2 separate regions of the Mus musculus genome follow, and region 2 is linked to region 1. The links are chromatin contacts, called in public promoter capture Hi-C maps. All regions are on one chromosome and are shown on one strand. Each heading gives the region's core, a stretch centred on a gene start, on an enhancer-like site or on the middle of the called end of the contact. The rest is flanking DNA. Distances are from core to core; before and after follow the strand shown.

Evidence for each region. Promoter capture Hi-C pulls out the DNA fragments that hold promoters and counts their contacts.
Region 2: a contact with region 1 is called in a promoter capture Hi-C map of neural stem cells. The contact joins the enhancer-like site here to the promoter of Med24 in region 1. A contact is called at or near these places in 4 of 39 promoter capture datasets (the C10 cell line, liver, neural stem cells and 1 more), 5 of 484 Hi-C or Micro-C datasets (embryonic stem cells, nephron progenitors and trophoblast stem cells), 5 of 115 datasets of contacts at active chromatin or transcription factors (double positive thymocytes, embryonic stem cells, extraembryonic endoderm stem cells and 1 more) and 3 of 9 other capture datasets (adipose tissue, liver and pancreatic islet).

The regions. Positions count from the first base shown.
Region 1 is chr11:98,725,522-98,732,708 of GRCm38.p6, forward strand. Med24 (mediator complex subunit 24) reads right to left here and starts at 3,898. Exons shown (of 26, transcript NM_011869.3): 1 at 3,851-3,898; 2 at 3,264-3,466; 3 at 3,094-3,176. The coding sequence starts at 3,393. It also overlaps the pseudogene Gm31252.
Region 2 is chr11:98,948,183-98,955,369 of GRCm38.p6, forward strand. Rara (retinoic acid receptor, alpha) reads left to right here. Exons shown (of 9, transcript NM_009024.2): 2 at 2,063-2,613. The coding sequence starts at 2,436. Among named protein-coding and RNA genes, the nearest start is that of Gm22061, 5.3 kb to the left of the region's middle. Within about 2 kb of position 3,454, at least 165 of the 459 cell types and tissues checked have an H3K27ac peak or open chromatin away from gene starts, as enhancers often do. A contact at or near this core is called in adipose tissue, liver and neural stem cells, where this site is marked.

The DNA.
Region 1 (7,187 bases), core at 2,648-5,147:
ATACTACACAGCAAATCTCAAGGTATGGTTCAAGGACTACTCAGGGTCTCCAACACCTTTTTGAGGGACTGGAAACCCCAGCTATGTTTAAATGAAGCTGAGATAATGACTCAGAAGGTAACGGTACCTGCTGCTAAGCATGACAAACTGAGTCTGACCCCGGGACCCACATCATCAACCCCCAGAAGCCGTCCTCTGACTTCCGTGTGTATGTGATGCTCAACACACAGAGACACAAAGGCACTGAATGTCAAAGATTTTAAATAATACTAAGGGATAATTTACCCCCTAACTCACATTTTCTCACAGTTGTGCAATGGAGTACCCAGAGATTCAATGAGGTGTAATGATACAGTGTAGTTAAATGTGGCAACAGCTAGATTATCTATATAACTCAGTCAGACATTTCCCAGAGGACCATTTCATGATGTTGCAATGCTCAATGCTCATGCACAAAGTTCTACAACCCCAGCACATACCTGTAATCTCGCACTTGGCGGGCTGAAGCAAGAGGTTTAGGAGTCTGAGGCCAACCTGAACTACATAAGCAGACTCAGTACAAAACAAACAACTACACTTCAGTAAAAGATCAGCTCAAAGTACAGAAGGGTCACCGAGGGTGCACGTGGGTGGTCACCTTGTGCCTGTAAGTTCCTGGGCTTAATCCCCAGCACAAGGAAGAAAAGTCCAATGCAGAGAGCCACGTCTTCTACCTCAAGATGAAGGGTGACTACTACCACTACCTAGCCGAGGTGGCCACTGGCGATGACAAGAAGCGCATCATCGATTCTGCGCGGTCAACCTACCAGGAGGCCATGGACATCAGCCTCCAACCCCATCCGCCTGGGCCTGGGCCTGAACTTTTCAGTCTTCCACTACGAGATAGCCAACAGCCCCGAGGAGGCCATCTCGCTGGCCAAGACCACCTTTGACAAAGCCTTGGCTGACCTACACACCCTCAGTGAGGACTCCTACAAGGACAGCACCCTGATCATGCAGCTCCTGAGAGACAACCTGACGCTGTGGACAGCCAACAGTGCTGGGGAAGAGGGTGGTGAGGCTCCGAAGAAGCCCCAGAGCTGAAGCAGCCGACAACCTTGCCCTCCAGTCCCCAGCCTGCAGAGAGGACTAAAACGGAGTGGGACTCTGCCCTTCCCAAACCCTGAATGTTCAGCCACACCTTGGAAGGCTCCTTCGAAGGGGGTGCAGCCAAGCTGAAGCCACCAGGGCGGGGAATCTCACTCTTCGTGTAGCTGTCTGGTGGGTGTTCCCAACCCATCCCACCCCTGCTCTCTGCACCCCCTCCCCACTTCCTCCCCCTGAGCCTCCCTCGGGCACCTGTTACTTCTGGAGCCGAGTAATCCAGGAGGTTCCCCACCCTGTGGCTGAGAACTGGACTGTGACAAGGTCTGTGTGTGTGAGAGAGAGAGAGTGAATGAGAGCGAACACGTTTGCTGGGTGTGACCATGCTACCACTCAATAAAGTTGCCCTGTGTGTGTGTGGGGGGGGGGGGGAGTAGCCCAAGAGAGACCAAGGGATTTGAATGTAACAGCATAAAGTCATCTGTGATGCAGCTCATGTTACCTGTTACAGTTTAGTAGAGTAACAAAGAATAAACCCAGGGGTGGTGGCGCACACCTTTAATCCCAGCTCTTAGAAGCAGAGGCAGATGGATCTGTCAGTTTGAGGCCAACCTGATCTACATAGTGAGTTTCAGGACATCCAGAGCTACACAGAGACAGCTTGGAGACAGGGTTTCTCTATAGCATTGCAACATCATAAACAAACAAACAAACAAACAAACAAACAAAAACAGTACCTTGTCCATGCTAGGCAAGCACACTACTAACAGAGCTCCATCCCTATCTCTGGGTAAGTGTACCTTAAATTTCTGTCTCGATGCCTATGATATCACATATGTGATATAATAAACAGAAGTGCTGGGTAGTGTTCAGCTCTGTTGCACCAATGCCAAATATCCTTCAGGTTTTTTGTGGTGCCGGGGATCAAATCCAGGGCCTTGTCCCTGCTAAGCAAACACTTTACCAATGAACTGTATCTGCAGCCCTCACTTTCAGTAGTGGATAACTTATAATTTGTCCAGCCCAGCCTGTGTAGAATTATAATTTCCTCTCTCTGCTCTTCATTCTCATTCATCTGTGTGGCTAACTTCTACTCACCATAGAGACCTTGGTTTAAACATCACTTCCTTTAGAAAGCCTTCTGTGATTGCTCAGGCAGGACTAGGCATCACTTCCATATCCTCTCTTCATTTCTATACTCTGCCCTAATCATACCATAAACCCCATCGCTCAACGATTAGCGATAGTCTGCATTGCCTTCAACTTCCCTTGTGTACTGGGATCAAATCCCCAGGACTTACCATTGTGTGACAAACATTAACATTTGCAAACACCCAGAGAGGGATTATAATAGCTCAAAGGTAGAACACTTGCCTAGCATCTGCAGGTCCTAGGTTTGATTATCAACACCCACCCACCCCCAAATCAATTGTGGGAGGCGGTAGCAGAAAAATCAGGAATTCAAGTCCATTCTGGGCTACATAAAACACTGTCTCAAAAACAGAAACAAGGATCTGGCAAAGAGGCTCAGCAGGTGAAGGTGTTTGGCGTGCTAATATGAGTTCAAATCCCCAGAAAGGTGGGAAGAACTCTACAAACTCTACAAAAGTATCGTTTTTGTTTTTTTTTTGGTTTTTCCAGACAGGATTTCTCTGTATAGTCCTGGCTGTCCTGGAACTCACGTTGTAGACCAGGTTGGCCTCGAACTCAGAAATCCGCCTGCACCTGCCTCCCCAGTGCTGGGATTAAAGGCGTGTGCCACCACGCCTGGCTACAAAAGTATCTTACCTCCACAAGCATTCTGCGATGTGCATGCCCTCCCCGCCCATAAGTACATGTAGTTTTTTTTTTAAGTTTTACTTGTAAATGTATATGGAGAGAGTAAATAAATGTAATATTCATTCATTACAACAAATGGAGTGTTATTTTTGCAATAAATTAAGCCTAAATGGACAACTGTCAGTTCTCCAGGTGTTTCACCTCCAAAAGCCAAGAGTCGGGAATCTTTACCTGGGAACTAATGGCGTACTTCAGGTACGACAGGATCAGAGGATTGGGGGAAGGCCCAATCATAGCCTGCTCCAGGAGCGCTTCTGCAAGGAAAATTAAAGTAAGGCTGAGTGTTTACAGCTTTTCTGAGGACACCCCTCCCATCCTTCTTTGCCCATTTTACTTGAGACCTGCTAGGTTGAGAATGTCCCAGGTGGCTCCTTTGGGGAAGAATTTTTTCATGTTGATTGCCCATTGGTAGTCACTCCATCGCTCTTTCCAGGCTTGCAAAATGGCCTGCTTCAGGTTCACCACCTTCATGATGTCACTCCAAGGAGGCGAGATGAGTGACAAGGTGGGAGTTTAAAAACGGAGCCAGATGAGAACTGGAGTTCTGAGGGAAAGAACAAGGGAGACATAAATAGAACGGAAATTCGAGAAGGTTTAAGCAAAACAAACAAACAAACAGAAAAATAAACAGAGAGGAAAAAAACTAGGCAGAGTAGAAGGCGTCAAGTTAGCGGCTCTGTCACCTTCTCGGTTTCTGAACAACCGTTTCTCGAATTGGGACAGAAAGTGTCAACAAAGCCCTGAAGCGAGCAGGAAAGGGTTAAGCCCGCTCCGGTTGTCTAATTATGCCCTTCGCTCTAGCTGCGTTCCTCACCACTTCCACCCCAAACCCAGATCTACCCTCTCCCCATTGCCTCTACCTTCCTCGGCCCTGAAGTTGTAATTCCTTCTTTTCCTACATCTACCATCTCCCCAAATTTAAGCCTACCATACAAACCGGTTGTACATCGTAGGCAGCGCCATCTTGACACCTACTAAGGAAATCATTTACCATTGGCCGGCGGCAACACACACCAACCAATAGAAACGTAGCAAGAGGCGAGTCCTGCCACAATACCTTCTGGGAATTGTAGTTCTTTGTCTAAGACTTGTCTAAGCTGCCAAACAGGCAGAAGGATTAATCTAATTGGTTCTGGTGGTTTTTATCTGAGATAATCCGAAGAGCTGAGGTACGCTGGTACCCAGAGTCTCAGGGTCTATGGAGAAACCAACTCTCTGTCTCCCAGTGATGTTGCCATCTATCCCTACCTTCAATCATTCTGATACTGTGGCTATTTCCCAGAAACGAGGCATAACAGTGAATTCTAGCCTGGCTTCTGTTTTGGCTTCTAACCTGGCTTCTATTTGGGTTTTGGCCTTTGTTCTCGAAAGCCCCTGTAGGCACTAGAGCTCTCATTTTCATATTTCTATTCCAAAAGAGACACTGAAGTGTGGGTAGCAGCACACATACCATCATTTTAACCCCAAATCTGACAATTCTCCCAGAATTCACTGATCCTGAATACTGTTTGGATACAAAAGGAAATAAGGAGAAAACAGAAGCTGAGCATGGCACCACGCCCTTAGTGCCAGCACTCAGAAGGCAGAGGCAGCTGGGTCTCTGAGTTTAAGCCTGGTCTACAGAGTGAGTTCCAGGACAGCCAGGAGGACTACACAGAGAAACTCTGTCTAAAAAACACAAAACACAAAAACAAAAACAAAGAAACAAAACAAACAAACAAACAAAACAGAGGAAATATGGGTTAAGATTATTGGGTGTCTCAAAAACTGTTTAAGAAGGCCTCGGGGGCTGGTGAGATGGCTCAGTGGGTAAGAGCACCCGACTGCTCTTCCGAAGGTCCGAAGTTCAAATCCCAGCAACCACATGGTGGCTCACAACCATCCGTAATGAGATCTGACTCCCTCTTCTGGAGTGTCTGAAGACAGCTACAGTGTCCTTACATATAATAATAAATAAATCTAAAAAAAAAAAAAAAAAAGAAGGCCTCGGGATCAAATGTGGTATTGTGGCTAAGACCATTCTGCACATTTGGAGGCAGAGCTTTATCACCCCTCTTTTTCTTGGCTCCCAATCTCATATCCCAAGGAGATAGGTCAGCCTGTTTCTTCAAATTCTGTCTATATTCCCCAACCCATTCCTCTTCTGTCCCACATTCCTCTTTGTACAGCTATGAAAGCACTCTACACTGAACTACAGCCCCCTCCCTGAGCTACCTTTTGACTGAGAATCAGGATAAATATTGAGAAAACAGTCCACATGGGCTCTAAAACTGGCCTTGTAGACATGTAGGAGACTAATAGGATCCTGGGTACCTGGAGCACGCTATGAACAGGGAGAGTATAGCTGGAGTACGGCCAAATCACATCCTTCTAAGATGGGTACTGCCTATGGTCTTCCTCCATCTCTCTCTACACACACACACCCATTTTTATTCTGCTCTTTTGTGCCTTCCCAGGGGATACTATTCGAGAATGGTATTTATACAAAATAGCTGCCAAGAATGTGGAGCCAAATCTTCCAAAGCAGGAAGGAAGGAGTTCTCAGACTCCTGATTCATAACCTTCAGACTCCCCCTCCAAACAGACCTGCACTCCATACTGCCACATTTGCCCGTGGTGAGCCCCCTACTCCTTTCCTGTTACACAGCCCAATACCCTACCACCACCATCACCATCATAAATTGTTTCTGGATACAGCTGCTCTTTCCCTACCCCTCAGAGCTCAAACGGCCCCTCTTGGAAACAGGCTGTCAATTCTGTGAGTGCTCCTTATTGAATTAGTGAGTGTTGGTCCACCCATATGGGAGGGGGTGGAGATATTTAGGCCTGGGGATGGTTAGACTCAGAGCTCAAATCCTTCCCTCTGGCACAAATCCTGGCAGATTTCTGAGAGGGAGGGTGCCCCGCCTCCACCCTTCCTAATGCTGAGAGGCAGCAGCTTTTGGTATTGAGCCATCTGCCTTCCCTGGTCCCCGACTCCTCACCAGCCGCCCAGGCTTCAGGCTTGGCAGAGTTTCCTCAAGGACTCAACTGTATGTACAAGGACTACCTCAGCCTCTGGGCAAGGACCATCACCGAATTCTCTACTTTGACCTTCCTGCTTCTCTGGTCTGCAAATATCAGAGCTGCTAGCCTTTCTCTAACCCGCCTCCTTCTCCCTCCTGGGAACCCTTTTAAGCTCTCTGATTTACCTACCACACACGAAAGACTTTATGATAATGCTCCCAAGAATGAGAGAAAAGATGCTATGTTCCCTTTGGGGTGTATGCAACATGCCTCCCCCTCCTCTCAAGCTCCCCCACCTGCCTCGACTTACTCCACTGTCTCTAGCTGTTCCTCAGAAGCTGGGCTCCCACTTCCTAGTTCTGGGCCCCAGTATCTTTACCATTTATTAATTTATTTTATTATTTATGTGTAGTGTGTGTGCGTGTATGATCATGAGTGTGTGTATGGGTGTGCATGTATGTGCATATGCACACGTGCAAGCCAGAGATTGACTCCTGTTATCCTTAATTGTTCTCTACCCAATTTTTTGAGACAGAGTCTGCTTCTGAACTTGGAGGTCACCGCATTGATTTGACTAGATAGCTGGCCAGTGGGCTCTGGGGATCCACCTGATTCCACCACTACCACTCCCCCAGCACTGGGCTTATAGATGTGAGCTGCTACTTATGGGTACTGCTCAGGTTCTTGTAAGCAAGCACTTTACTGACTGAGCCATCTTCCTATCTCCCCTCCCTTTTGGCGACAAGATTTCTCTGTGTAGTCCTGGCTGTCCTGAAGCTCACTCTGTAGATCAGGCTATCCTTGAACTCAGAAATTCACCTGCCTCTGCCTCCCTAGTACTGGGATTAAAGGCATGCACCACCTCAGGGCTTCTATCCTTTAAAAAAATTCTTTTTTGAAACATTGTATAGCTCAAGCTAGTCTGAAACTTGCAGTGTAGCAGGTTAGCTTCAAACTCTTGCCTCCCCAGGCAGTGGCAACAGATTTCTGGTAGCACTTGGGAGGCAAAGTCTGGTGGATTTCTGAGTTCCAGGCCAGCCTGGTCTACAGAGTGAGTTCCAGGACAGCCAAGACTACACAGAAACCCTGTCTCAAAAAAACAAAAACAAAACAAACAAACAAAACAAAAAAACAAAAAACAAACTCTTGCTTCAGCTTCCTTGGTAATAGAATTATAGGCTTGCATTACCACACTAAGCAACATCTTCAACATAGTGGATGGTCTAGCTGGAGAAGGAGAGTAGCTGGAGAGGATGAGT
Region 2 (7,187 bases), core at 2,204-4,703, 220 kb after region 1:
TCGGGAACCGTGTTCTTCTCAGGGCTGGGGCATGTTACTGTGTCAGCGCCGTGTTCTCTCGTGTGTTCTCTCTCTCTCTCTCACAGAAAGAGTCTAGTGCATTGGGTATCTGACATTTTGTTATCTGTTTCCCACTGATAGACCTTTGGGTTGGTTTCACTGCCCGGTCATGATTGGCACTCCCGCTCTGAACATTCACACACACACACATTCTTGTGCTCAACTGCCAGTCTTGTTTCCTGGGTAGATAGCAAAGGGTGGACTTGCTCTGTGCCCTAGCGCCATGTTTAGCGTTTTTGGGGAACTGCCCAGCTGCTCCACAGATCAGTGGTAGTGTTTGGCACTTCCTCCAGCAGTGTGCGAATTCATTTCTACATATGCCTTCCCAACCAGTACTTCCTACCTGGTTTGTATGCGTGCACAAGGGCATGCGTGTATGTGTGGAGACCAGACACTGGTACTGGGTGCCTTTCCTTCTCAGTAGCTCTCCATCTTAATTTTTGAGATAGTGTCTCGGAGCAAACCTGGAGCTCACCGATTGAGTTAGGCTGGCTGGCCGGCCAACCTCGGGGATCCTCCTGGCCTTGACTCTCCAGCACTGAGATTACTGCTGTGTGCCACTGTGCCCCCGTTTTTCCAGGGTTGCTGGGTATCCAAAATTAGGCCCCGTTATTTTTGTAGCAAGTTGTTTACCAACAGAACCAAATCCCTAGTGTCTGTTAGCTGGCCAGTCACAGTCAGCCTAGTGTGTAGACATTCAAGAGCATTCTTTTTTTTTGGGGGGGGGGTTGGAGGGGTTCTTTCGAGACAGGGTTTCTCTGTGTAGCCCTGGCTGTCCTGGAACTCACTCTGCAGACCAGGCTGGCCTGGAACTCAGAAATCCACCTGCCTCTGCCTCCCAAGTGCTGGGAATAAAGGCCTGTGAGAACATTCTTGGGAACAGCACCTGGCAGGAGAACAGAAGGAAGGAAGAGCTGGCTTTGATTGGCTGTGATTACTTTTGTGTTTCCTCTGTCTGTCCGTCCATCCATCCATCCATCCATCCACCTGTCTATCCATCCCCCCACCGACACACATACACAGGTGCCTGTACATGGTATGTCTTTAGGTCTAATCTGTACTCAAACAGGATTGGAATATCCTTAGCTCTCTCTCTTTTTCCCCCTCTGCTCTGCGTCTGCCTATCTGGCTGTGTCAGGGAAGCTGTAGGTCACAGCTGTGAACCTATGCCAAGGTGTTCTCTCTCGCCCGCCCCCATGTATGTATGCCCCGCTGGCTTCAGCTGCTCATAGGGTGTGAGTCTGTGTATACCCTGGTGAGGGGAGCGGCTGGTCCTGCATCTCCTGTCCACCTACCAGCCCCCATCCTGTGTGTTGCCCTTGCAGATGGATGGAAGTCCGATGAAATCTGAACTTAAGTCTCTCTTGCTGGGGACTTCTATCCTGGGCAAGCCTTGTCTTCCTGACATAGGCCTTCCCAGGGCCACCTGTACTGTTCTGTATTGGAGACGTTGCCTAGGAGACCTGGAGGTCCACTTCCCTGAGTGCATGGAACTCATGGGAGGGACAGACTAATCTGGGATGCTAGGTTTAGGGGGAGGGAAGTGGTGTAAGAGAGGGCCCCCCTCTAGCTTAGGAGTCATTTTTCTGAGAAGTGCCACTGCTTTAGGGAAGCGGCTTCCCCCCCTCCCTGCCAGCACGCGTTCCTCTGTTTCTTGACCTCAGGTAACCCGCACTGGGGGAAGGAGAGCCAGCTGCCTGCTTCAGCTGCAGGGATCTTTTGGGGTCACACTGTGGACCCTTTCCCAAGCATTCTGGGTGAGAGGCCATCCAGTACTCTGGGTCCTGTCCCCATATCCCCAGCCTGGCTGTTCTGTCCTGCCATCCCCAGCAGTGTCTGGGCCCTGGTCCTAGGCTGGCCCTGCCATCCAGGCATGGTGCCAGGTGTCTGCTCAGCTGGGTGCCACAGGAAAATCTCTGGCCGCCCAGGTTGGGGAGCACCGTGGGGAATCCCCGTGTGCCCGCTCAGTGCCCACTTACCTGTGTCTTTCCTGTTTCTGCAGCACCACAGGACATGCCTCCCCCCAGCCACCTACCTGGGGCCCTTCTGGGAGTGGCATCCTCTTTGATACCCTGAAGACCAGCTCTGGACCTTCCTACAAAAGTGTCTCCCAGGACCGCTTAACCAAAGGACGGATTCTTGGGACATCCCCCAATCCACCTGGCCCCTCCGGCTAGGGAGGGGGACCCAGAAGACTAAAGTTGACTAACTTGGGACTTGCAGCTCCAGGGACAGAAGGGGGTGGGGGTGGGCTGACCACCCAACCCCCCCTCTGGGCCCCCCGGCCCCATGCCCCGAGGAAGAGGGACTGCGTGAAGGCCATCACAACTACCTGCCAGACTGTTTGCCTGCTCTTCTGACTGTGGCTGCTTGGCATGGCCAGCAATAGCAGTTCCTGCCCAACACCTGGGGGCGGGCACCTCAATGGGTACCCAGTACCCCCCTACGCCTTCTTCTTTCCCCCTATGCTGGGTGGACTCTCCCCACCCGGCGCTCTCACCAGCCTCCAGCACCAGCTTCCAGTCAGTGGTTACAGCACACCGTCCCCAGCCAGTAAGTCTGTGTGGGGAGGCTTGAGGGAAGGGAGTGTGGCGGGTGGCTGGCCTCTGGATTTGGGTTCCTGGACACATCTGTTCCACTGGAGGACCCGATGAGTGGCAAGGTCTTTTCTAGACCAGGGTGACCATTGTGTGGTGGTGGGTGGGGTTGGGACCTGAAGATGGTCCGTTTGATACTGGGGGTTAGAGGGGAGGTGAGACCATTTTGTTTCTTCCTATGTTGTCCCCCTTTGTCTCTGTGTCCCTGGTGCTATGCTATTGAGTGCCTTATAAATAGCTCTGAGTAGGAATGGATGCAGAGGCTGAGGTGGATAAACAAACCTCTCAACGTTTGGTGGAAATGACAGCCCTACACAGTGAGAATGAACCCCCCCCTCCATCCCCCCTCCAGTACTCTGAGGGAAAGGGCTTCAAGAGACAGTCCAGGGCAGCTCAGCACAGCTGGAGCCCTTGCCCTCCCCTTGCCAACTCCCCCGCCCCAGAAGGACAGGGAGGGACTCCATGGGGGCTTTCTGCCTGGACTCTGGCCTTGGACACATGCACAGGCTTGGCAGGGTGTTTTCTACCTCTCCTCTCTGCCATGAGGGTCACTCGTTGGCTGGGCGGGGGTCTCAGTGCCCTTCCCTGGCTGGCCAAGCCAGGTAGTGGGAGGTGGCGGTGGCTATAGCCAGCTGGCAAAGTCCAGGCTTGGGGCCTGCCAGGCCGCTTACAGTAACTCTGGCCCCCAGGGCCCAGCTGGGCTCCAGGCCAGAGCCTTAGAGGAGGGATCTGGGCCTGGCCTGGGGCTGGAGGGAGTGGAAGCGGCAGAGTCGGCCATGGCTGGCTGGCCGGCCGGCTGGTCAGCTGCTGACCTGGGAAACGTGTCCTACCTCTCCTGGTTGGCAGGGACAAGAGCACCCTGCCTGGCACCCACTGCCCCTCCCATTGGCAAGCTGTCTGGCACCACTGCCCTGTGTGCCCGGCTGGGCTGGGTCAGTGCCCCCTTCTTGGTGTGGGGGCCGCGCTCTCTCCCCGGAGCCAGGGAGTCTCTTTGTCCCTGGGGCAGGCTCTGGCTGGGCGCCTCACTGCCCACAACTGGATGTCTGCCCACAGCCACCATTGCTTCCTGGATCGCTGCCTATGGCTTTGTCGCAGCCCCCTCCCTTCCAGGCCTCACCAGCCTTCAGGAGCAGGTAGTCTATGCCTGTGAGCCTTTACACCCTAGGGTTAGGGAGTGGACAAGTGCTACCTCAGTTTCCTCTTTTTTAAAAAAAAAAAAAAGAAGAAGATATATTTCATTTATATGAGTACACTGTAGCTGTCTTCAGACACACCAGAAGAGGGCATCGGATCCCATTACAGATGGTTGTGAGCCACCATGTGTTTGCTGGGAATTGAACTCAGGACCTCTGGAAGAGCAAGCAGTCAGTGCTCTTAACCACTGAGAGGTCTCTCTAGCCCTACCTCAGGGTCCCTAAGCCTCCACTTTTTAATTCTGCCTTTTATTCTCTCCACCTTACTCAGCAGAGTCTGAGACCCCCTACTGTGTTCTGGTTTTTTTTTTTTTTTTTTCCTAGTCTGTGCTAATAAGGAGATCAAGCTCTGGGGCTCAGAGTTGCTGGGGGTATGGGGGGAAACCTATGTAAAAATACTCCCTGCATTTGAGCTTCCATCTCAAACATCCCAGGAGCTGGAAGAATTGTGCTTTCTTTCAGGGTGGAGTTTTTAAGACAGAAAGGAAAGCGGGTGGTGGCGGCGGATGCCTTTCACCCAAGAGGCAGAGGCAGGTGGAGTTCTGAGTTCGAGGCCAGCCTGGTCTACAAAGCAAGTTCCAGGACTGCCAAAGCTACACAGAGAAACCCTGTCTTGGGGAAAAAAAAAAGAACAAAACAAACCAAAGAGGAAGGAGGAGAGAGGAGAGGAGTTGGGGAGTCCTGGACGCCAGTGCCACCAAGGACCACTTATGCTTGCCCCGTGATGTCACAGGGGCCTGGACACATGAACCTGACTAGATGGAAGGTTGCAGGGGGATTTAGGATCTGGCCCCTGTGAGAGGAAAAGCCCTCCCCCTGAGTGTTGCAAGCTCCTTCCTCTTTCTTAGAGGTGGGTGGGGTGAACCCCTACCCTGGTAACCTACTCCTAGGGTGGGGTGCCCGGATTTTGGGCTAATGGCAGCCTTCTTTGGCTTTCTCCACCCAGGTTAGGCAATGCCCTCTTCCTGCCTCTGTGAGTCTGTGGGTTTCCCACCCATCCCCCTCTCCTAGTAAACAACAACAGTTCTCTTCCTCCCTACTCCCCTGCCTCTGAGCACCTTCTAGGACCAGGGACCAGAGGCCTTGGCTCTGAGACCACCCCCTCCTACAGTGCTCCTGGTACCTGGAAAACAACTAAAAGTTTTTGCAGCTTTAGTCTCCCCTAGCCCTTGGGTCTAGAAGGTGTCAGGTAGTTCCTGGAGGGGGGTGTGTGGAGTGGCTTGCAGCAGTGATGCTATGTCCTGGTGATCTTCCAGGCTCCCCCCCCCCCAACCCCCCCCCCCCCCCCCCGCTCCAATCCCACGTCTGTGGAGATGGCCTCCCCTTCCTGGGCCTCTTGCAAGGTTGCACCTCAGGTGTGTTGTATGTACTCTGCAGGTGACCTGTGGGAGGGCCAAGGCCCCTCCAGGTCACGGTGGGGAGAGCTAGGTATTGTCCTACTGGGAGTCTCCTAGGGAACCAGGGTGGAGGCCCCAGAGATAGCACAAGACTCCTGTCCCTTTGGCTCCTGGCCCCTGAAGCCTGTTTGCTGTGGAGGTTTGGTCTTCTCTGTGCTGTGTGACGAGGGTCAGGGTTGTGTGTTCTTTGGGAGGAGGGGGTCAGGGCTGAGTATGCTGAGAAGGGGGGGAGGGGTTAATGGCTTGTGTATACTGGGTGAGACCAGTGTTTCCTAAGAATTAAATCCAGAGCTGGGGAGGGGAATGTCAGCTTGTGGTGGAGCTGTGGGGGAGGGCTGGGGGGGGAGTGGGGGAGGGCTGGAGGGAGGGGGGCAGGCCTGATTTAGGGGCAGAGGTGTCTTGATGTGAGGGCTTCAGAGACTTTGACCTTCATAATGTGTGTGTGTGGGGGGCTCTATCTCTAATGTCTTTGTGTTTCCTGGCCTGGGGGCCAAGGGGTGAACCTCTTTGGCTTATGCGTCCTTGGCATTCCTTGGGCTTCGAGGTTAAAACCTTAGACACCTGTGTCACGTATGTGTCGATCTCTTGGCATTGTTTCCTGGTTGGTAACACAGCGACATTAGGTAACACAGACACATGACCAGATACTGTGCGAGCTCATCCCGGGGGACACTTGGTGTGTGCCTGGCATGTGACCCGGGAGAATGGGAGGCTGCTGTGCACCTACTGTGGGTCGGGACATTATCTGCGCCTTAAAAAAAAAACAAAAAACAAAAACAACCCTTCATGTGGACTCACTCCTTCCGTAGAGTCACCTTGTACTCGTGTATAGAAGAGGGAGGGCAGAGGAAGCCAGGCCAAAGCACGGCAGACATCCAGATAGTCAGCTTTAGGAGGACACCGGGGGTAGGGGGGTGGGGTGGGGCATTCCGGGGCCATTGGAGATTATGGAGACCTCACCACCATTGTTGAATATTGTTCTGGTTACTGGAGACCCGGTCTCCGACTTCCCACCAGTAGGGGGCGCAGGGAAAGCCACCCCTCCACCCCTGCCCCCCTTCTCAGTGTTGGATTTTGAGACTGGAAAGATAAGAAGCCCGGGAAGATCTCCATCCTGTCCTAGAAGCCGTGGACACAGTCTGCCCACACCCCCACCCAACCCTGTTCTGCCCTCTCGCCGGCTGTGAGCTTGCAGAACTCTGCAGCCCCCGCCTCCTCCCGTCCCTGACAGACTCTGAAGGAACAGAGTGTAAAAGCCTTAGCTGTTATTCATATTTTGTTGCAATTTCTGAAGGGGGGGGGCAGGGAAGTTGGAAGCAATCAGTCGATGAGTTAGGACAGGAACCTAAAAGGGTGGCAACAGATTTTCCTTCTACATGTTGGCTGGGTACTTGTCTAGATATGGGGATGTGGTCCCCTCCCCCTCCCTGTCTTGGGAGCCCAGGCCTAGGGGAACCTGGGAAGGAGGCCCAGAGGAAGGAGGGAGGGGGTGTGCCTGTCTCTTCATTCCTTGCCCTGGGGTTTGCTCCCTTGCTTGTTCACACCCCGCACAATAGAAAGGACAACCTTGAGGAGGCGCGTCCCTGCCTAGTCGCCCCTGCCCTGGGGTCCAAAATGCTGAGTCAGCCAAAAGACCTTCACAGGGGGCTTTCATTGAAAATAGAGTCCCTCACTATTTATCTATCGTCCTGGAGGGATAAATGTACAGGCTCTCTCAGGGTAGGATTCCAGCACAGATTGGGGGAGGGGACACAGGGAAGGAAGCTTGTCTTCCTCTTAGGCCAGTCAGGGCCTCAGGCATTGTATACACCTCTTGCCAAGGGATGTGCGCCATGGGGTTTTGCCAGTGCAGCCTTTGTATATGCGTTGGGGGTGGTGTGTGTGTGTGTGTGTGTGTACATGGTAGCATCGGTAAAAAGAGGAAATGGTAAGCTGCAAAT